Linked DNA regions of Solanum lycopersicum: region 1 is linked to region 2. Evidence: chromatin contacts called from public HiChIP or PLAC-seq data. All regions are on one chromosome and are shown on one strand. Each heading gives the region's core, a stretch centred on a gene start, on an enhancer-like site or on the middle of the called end of the contact. The rest is flanking DNA. Distances are from core to core; before and after follow the strand shown. Region 1 holds the start of LOC101268835 (protein DWD HYPERSENSITIVE TO UV-B 1-like). Region 2 has its middle 4.1 kb from the start of LOC112940985.

Region 1 (3,194 bases), core at 34-2,533, 59 kb before region 2:
TTCTTAATAGTGTATCCTGAAGATCAACACTTCGGAGTATTGAATTGACTGCACGCATTAAAGACACGACAGATTCTTGATTCACAACCGATTTTGACGTGGAAAGTATGTCTACCGCATCAACATTGTAAAGGTGGACATTAAGCAATATATCGACAAGAGGCAACATATCATCATCCTCAAGCTCATCAAGTGGAACTACTAGAGTGCTCCTCTTTTGAACTTTCTCCTGCATACTGGCCTGAAAAAGGCGACTAAACTCTTAATGATCGTGATCAAATTTGATTCGTCAAAGATACACTATTAACAGAACAAGATAATCAGTTCACAATAATACGAAATAGAGATTATCGAACATTGCAATACTGCAGTAAAATTTATGATTAGATGTAAGTCTAACATTATTATTGCAAACCATCAGTTCACTAATATTTCACCTGGTCATAAACAAAATATTGAACCCTCTAATTATCTAAATCTTACATCAACCAGAAAAAAACTTAACAACAGATTCAGAGAGAAAGAGATAAAATAATGAAAATAGCTCAATTAAGATACAATAGTTTATTTTCATATATTAGAGGAGAGTAACTAAAAATTAAAAAGATGTCCACCTTATAAAACTGAGATAACACAGCAGTATTGGGCAGGACCTCATGTAGCTTGCAAGAATTCAGATACCTAGTAACAAATATGAAGAGGGACTTTGATGAGTAAAGTAACAGGTACCAAAGATGAAGAGGGGAATAAATCTCAATTACTTTGTGGAGTGGAGTTGAGATTTATTCCCCTCATAACAAAGTAAACCCATGTTTCTAGTTGAAGAAAATTGTGCTAATGAGTGAGCAACCAAGATTCCTAAGTGAAAACTTTCTGCCACTAAGAAGAATTGGAGGAACTATTAATCTATTTGAGTCAATTTCTACATATACCTCAAGTGCTAAACAAGAAAAGAAGAATCTTGGACCAAAATATACCTGGATACAATGGAGGAGATTTGAAGAGACATGGTCAGCAATTTTTCATATGTGCAAAATTAAACTCTGAGCTGAAAAAAAAAGAGTTGAAATTGATGCTAATAATGCTCAAGATTTGACATAAATGGGTTGCTTGGTGAGTGACATTATTGGAGAGCTGAAATGGGGGTGGGGATGGATATAAGCAGAGTAACTATTCATCCCCTTTATCAAATCAGACAGACAACATACCAAAAGGATAGGCACTGCCAGCTCCTATCATTATCATATTATTGGTCCTTACTCTTATATTCACTATTTGAAAACAAATTCTTTATAGTTGATTAATTGAACTTAAATATAATCTTGATTTGATAGATAATATAATACAATTTTTTAATTAAGAGTTGATGGTTGTATAAGAGTTTGCGAATAATATATCAAGAGATATCAATATTTAAATAAATAATGTTTTTAAGCTATAAATAATTTTAAAGCGAAATTAATAAATTTGATAGTTTAAAATATTTTAAATCTCTTATCTTTATAGGAGCTTATGACAATATATAACAAAGCTTATCATAATATAATATCAAATCAAAGTTGAACATAAGGTCACCTATCATTGTCAAAGTTAAAGATCCTTATCTTATAGTAGACTCAATGTAACGCATATGACTGGTCCAAAATCTTGAGAAATTCAAATAAAAAACATAATCCCCTCTCTATATATATATCATATCATATCAAAAGTTAAATTACAATTTTATCTTCCTATAAATTAAAATATTTTAATAAATTTAATAAAAATAGTAATAATTTTTGAATTTTCTTAGATTAATTCATATATATATATATATATATATATATAACATCTAATTAGTTAAATATTAAGTAAATCATATCATATTGTTATTATTATATCTAATGAATTAAACATTAAATAATAATAATAATAAGTGGTAAGTGTATTTTTACTCTTTATAAACTAAAAAATTAATTAATACAAGTTTGACACACCATTAACATTTATACCCAAAAACTTTACTCATTATTATCATTTCATTAAAATCTATTTAACGGCTCTTTGCTTCAACTTCATTCTATTTATTTGTTTTTAGAAAAAAAATTACTAATCGTGCAATTCTAATTTTACTCGAAATTTAGTTTAGAATATCTATATATAACTATATAGTTGGGAAATGAAAATGGTGATTTCACACCTCCAAAACTCAGCATCTATATATGTTTTTCTTTCTTTCTTTTTTATAGATTTTTTAAACTTTCATATGTATTCAATAAAATCTTAATTTCGAAATGATTTTTCCTAATCAAAATAATTAAAGTATGATTTATGAGCCTTAATTAAGGAAAGATGAGGAGATTTTGGAACTGAATTACATCTTTCACTATATACAATAATTATATCTTAAATAAGGAGAACAATAGATTCGATTTAATTGGATAGAGTAAACAACTTTAATGACTCAAAGAAAAAAAGATATAGATTGAATAAATAATAAAACCACTTCTATGGTAAATCCCCATGCACCCCTCATTTTTATTCACAAATTCAATGAGATCTCTTTGTATCATTTTGCCAACCGTTACTAGAAGTACATATACCATTATAAGTATAAATTATATCTAATTTGCTATTTATTTTTGTCCTTTCCAATTTTCTATACGACCACTCAACTTTTAATCTAACTATATAGTGTGGTCTCTGAGTTCATTTCAATTACATTGTGGTAGTTTTTAAATCTTTTTCTATCTTCAAAGAATTTTGTATCACATGTTGAAATTAAATTAAATCAATTATCAACAATGATGATGATATTATAGTTTTCTTTCTATTTGATTCCACAAGTTGATGGAAATATTTGGTAAGTTTTTATCTAATAGATTCATTGTTATTTTATTGTTTATTGACGTTTATTTGCATATTGCCCTTTTATATGCATTTATTTATTGTACTATATAAATTTTGGTTTATTTTATTTTTTTTCTACCATTAATACCTCAAAAATGATTGTATTGTATTTCATAATTCAATTATATGTATATAACTTGACAAAAAATTCTTTGTCAAAATTTTCAGATAGCAGAATTAATAACTTAGAATGAGCCAAAGAAGATGAAGGGTGCATATACATGTAAATATTATTTATAAATATCAATAAATATTTAAACAATAACCATTTTTTATAAATACTTTTATTTTGTTGGTGTAGACTA
Region 2 (3,307 bases), core at 428-2,927:
CTTGTTGAATTTATTGGGGAACTAAATTGCAATATATTGGGCCATTTCCTAATTGCAAATCTAACCTATTTTATTGCACCATTTTTGCCCTAAACCCATTTGGGACAAACCAAATTTTGGGTCTTTTATTATGTTCCAGCAAACTAGAGCCATCAATAGGTTTGTTGGGTCAGCTTGGCTTAACCCGAGGTTTAATAAGGTTAGATTATGATTTATGTAGCCCATTTAAGAAAAGGATTTTTTAGTCCGGCTTGAATAAGCCTGCTAATTTATGGGCTTGAGAAATATCGGTAGAGCCGACCCGTGGATCAATATAAATTAATTAAAAAATATAATATAATATTAAAATTTAAAGTTAAAAAGATTCCAAACTCAAAACAATTAGGTTAATATTTCTATTTAGATATTTATACTTTTAATTGAAAAAAAAAAACTTAATAAATATTATAAAGATAATTTATTTGTGCATATGATTAACAATTAGTAATAGTAACATCATGTAATATTGTTTTGTCGATATTTATGATAATATTTTTAAATTATAATATTTAATTTAATTTAATAATTATAAAAAATATTATTATTTCAAAAGTGGGATGACCCGGCAACCCTGCAAGCCTACGTACGATTAGCCCGGATGAGGTGGGGTAGCCCATATTCACAAGCTAACCCACTTCAGCCCAACTGTTTCTCAACCAGCCCAGGCCCACTAAAATACAATACCAAAGAAAACCCATCAGAATACATTTGTTGATCATAGTTGTCTTTTTTGTTAGATTCTTGTTTAAATGTTGGTGTCTAAGTCAATATTTCAAAACTTGTTTAGTTTTACTTGATGAATGTTTCTTTTAAAAACGGGATCATGAATGTATAATACTCCACTAGATCATTGCTTTTAAATTATTATTTTTCAATGCTAGTACTATATATAATATATCAAATAAAACAATTGATTATATTTTTCATAAATCTTAAGTTAGATATTTAGCCCAAACTTTGATGAGAGGAAGGTTAATAATCAAACCTAAACTTGAGTGAGTTAAATAAGTTATGATTGCATGAATTATAATTTTGACCAATTTGAACCTAAGTTGCTAATAATCAAATTTGACTTAAATATGCAAACGAAAAAAAGTATTTTTTTTTAAGTAAAAAACTATTTCTACAAAATTAATATCGTAGAAAGACCTTATTAGAATTGGTAAGGTAAAATCTAGTCCTCCTTACTTGTATTTATTCTTGTTGAGGATTTTATCTTATTAATAAAAAAAGGGATAATGCACAAGTACTCCCTTAACCTATGCCCAAAATCTCAAAGACACGCTTATATTTATACTAAGAACTTATTACCTTCCTGAACTTATTTTAGTAATAATTTTATGCCACTTTTCAACCTACGTGGCACTATCTTGTGCGCCCAACGATGATTGACTTTTTTCTACAAGATAGTGCCACGTAGGCCGAAAAGGGATATAAAATTACTTATAAAATAAGTTCAAGGGGTAATAGAACTTTAGTATAGTATAAGTGTGTCTCTAAAATTTCGGACGTAGGTTGAGGAGATACTTGTGCATTATCCTTAAAAAATGATTAATACCATAAAGCTTCACTCAAGAAAGTAACAGAAAATAATTAGTTATAAAGCACGTGAAATATGATGGTGGTCCACGGAAGACATGAACTTGACTTAGGAAGAAAATAAAATAAAAGAGTTATAGTAGGTGGTGATGATAAGAATTGGAAAGCTCCGTACGACCCTACCTCCATTTCTTGATATTGCTTAATAATAATATTATAGACGATGGCCAAGTTAAGGATTTGTTTGCACATAAAAAAAATAATATTTATTTATTTTTGTTAATGTATTTGAGCAATAATGTCTACTTATAAAGCATTCAAGTTAATTTTTCTTTGTGTTCAAGTTTATTAGAGTAGTTTATTAAGTAGAGGAGATAATATCTTATATGATCGCTCAACTTCGAAAAGTTTACTTAAAAAGTCATTTAACATTGTTTTTTAACACAAAAGTCACTCAACTATTGGTGTTTCACTTAGAAAGTTACTTTACTATTTATATTTCACTTACAAAGTCACTTAATCAATTTTAACAATTTTTTCATTAAATTTTGTAAAAATACTAATAAAATATTTAAAATAAATAAATAAGATGCTTATTTTAATTATTGTTTTTTACTATCTTTTCGGATAATGCACAAGTACCCCTCAATCTATACCCGAAATCTCAGAGACACACTGTACTATACAAAGATCCTATTTATTAGGTTGTACTATTTATTCTCCATTTATTCTCTGTAACAAAAAATACTCTGAATAATTAATATATACCCCACCGCCGTGGAAGTTTACTTACGTGATGTTACCACGAAATATTGATTTCTCTCTTTCTCTCTCTAGATCTCTCATCTCTTTCTCTTGAAAGTTCTTGTGTTCTTCATTCATCAAGTGTGTGTGGATTCGATCCTAACACTATTACCCCCTGAACTTATTTTAGTAATAATTTTCTATCCTTTTTGGCCTACGTGACACTATCTTGTGGGCTCAACATTATTTGACTTTTTTTTCAAACACGTAGGACGAAAAGAGATAGAAAATTACTTATAAAATAAGTTCAAAGGGTAATTCTCTGAAATTGCGAACATAGATTGAGAGGGAAATATGCATTTTCCCATAAAAAACAGTAAAAGATCGTTACTGCTACTTTTTTTTAATAACTTCTTATCAATTCCAAATTTTCTTTTTTAGGTAATCTTTTAACAATTTAGTTTTAGTGTTTGCAATTGTTACTCTACATTTTTACGTATTTAATTGGAGCGCATCAATAAATAATTAAAATAGATATCTTGTTGTTTCTTTAGAAATAGTTTAAGATAAAATTTAATGAAAAAATTATTTAAATTGGTTGAGTAACTTTATAAGTAAAATATAAATAATTGAGTGACTTTCTAAGTGAAACATCAATAGTTGAATGTCTTTTGAATTACAAAACAAAATTGCGTGATTTTCTAAGTAAACAACTTAAAGCTAAGTGACTTTCTAAGTAAAAATTCAAAGTTGAATAACCTCAAAGTACATATTTTTTAATTTCATAATTATATTCTTGTTTATGTAGTTTGATTCTTGGGAAAAGGGTCTGTTATACCCCTTTGTCATTTAAATCTGATATATCTCTTGTTATGAAAGTGATTGATATATACCTCTACTTATAAACAAATTGCTCACATATACCCTTTTCCTCTAACGGAAATGAAAAAATAATTAGTTTTAATCTATTTTTTTATTATTTTTT

The links. HiChIP or PLAC-seq counts read pairs in DNA pulled down with a chosen protein or histone mark.
Region 1: an RNA polymerase II HiChIP or PLAC-seq map of leaf shows a contact between it and region 2, with 6 times the contacts expected there. The contact joins the promoter of LOC101268835 here to the enhancer-like site in region 2. A contact is called at or near these places in 1 of 1 promoter capture datasets (leaf), 5 of 8 Hi-C or Micro-C datasets (leaf and leaf mesophyll) and 1 of 1 datasets of contacts at active chromatin or transcription factors (leaf).

What each region holds. Positions count from the first base shown.
Region 1 is chr2:52,098,763-52,101,956 of SLM_r2.1, reverse strand. It overlaps LOC101268835 (protein DWD HYPERSENSITIVE TO UV-B 1-like), which reads right to left and starts at 1,283. Exons shown (of 11, transcript XM_010318865.4): 1 at 978-1,283; 2 at 615-681; 3 at 1-241. The coding sequence starts at 1,009.
Region 2 is chr2:52,040,196-52,043,502 of SLM_r2.1, reverse strand. No RefSeq gene overlaps it. Among protein-coding and RNA genes, the nearest start is that of LOC112940985, 4.1 kb to the left of the region's middle. Within about 2 kb of position 1,677, at least 2 of the 2 cell types and tissues checked have open chromatin away from gene starts, as enhancers often do. A contact at or near this core is called in leaf, where this site is marked.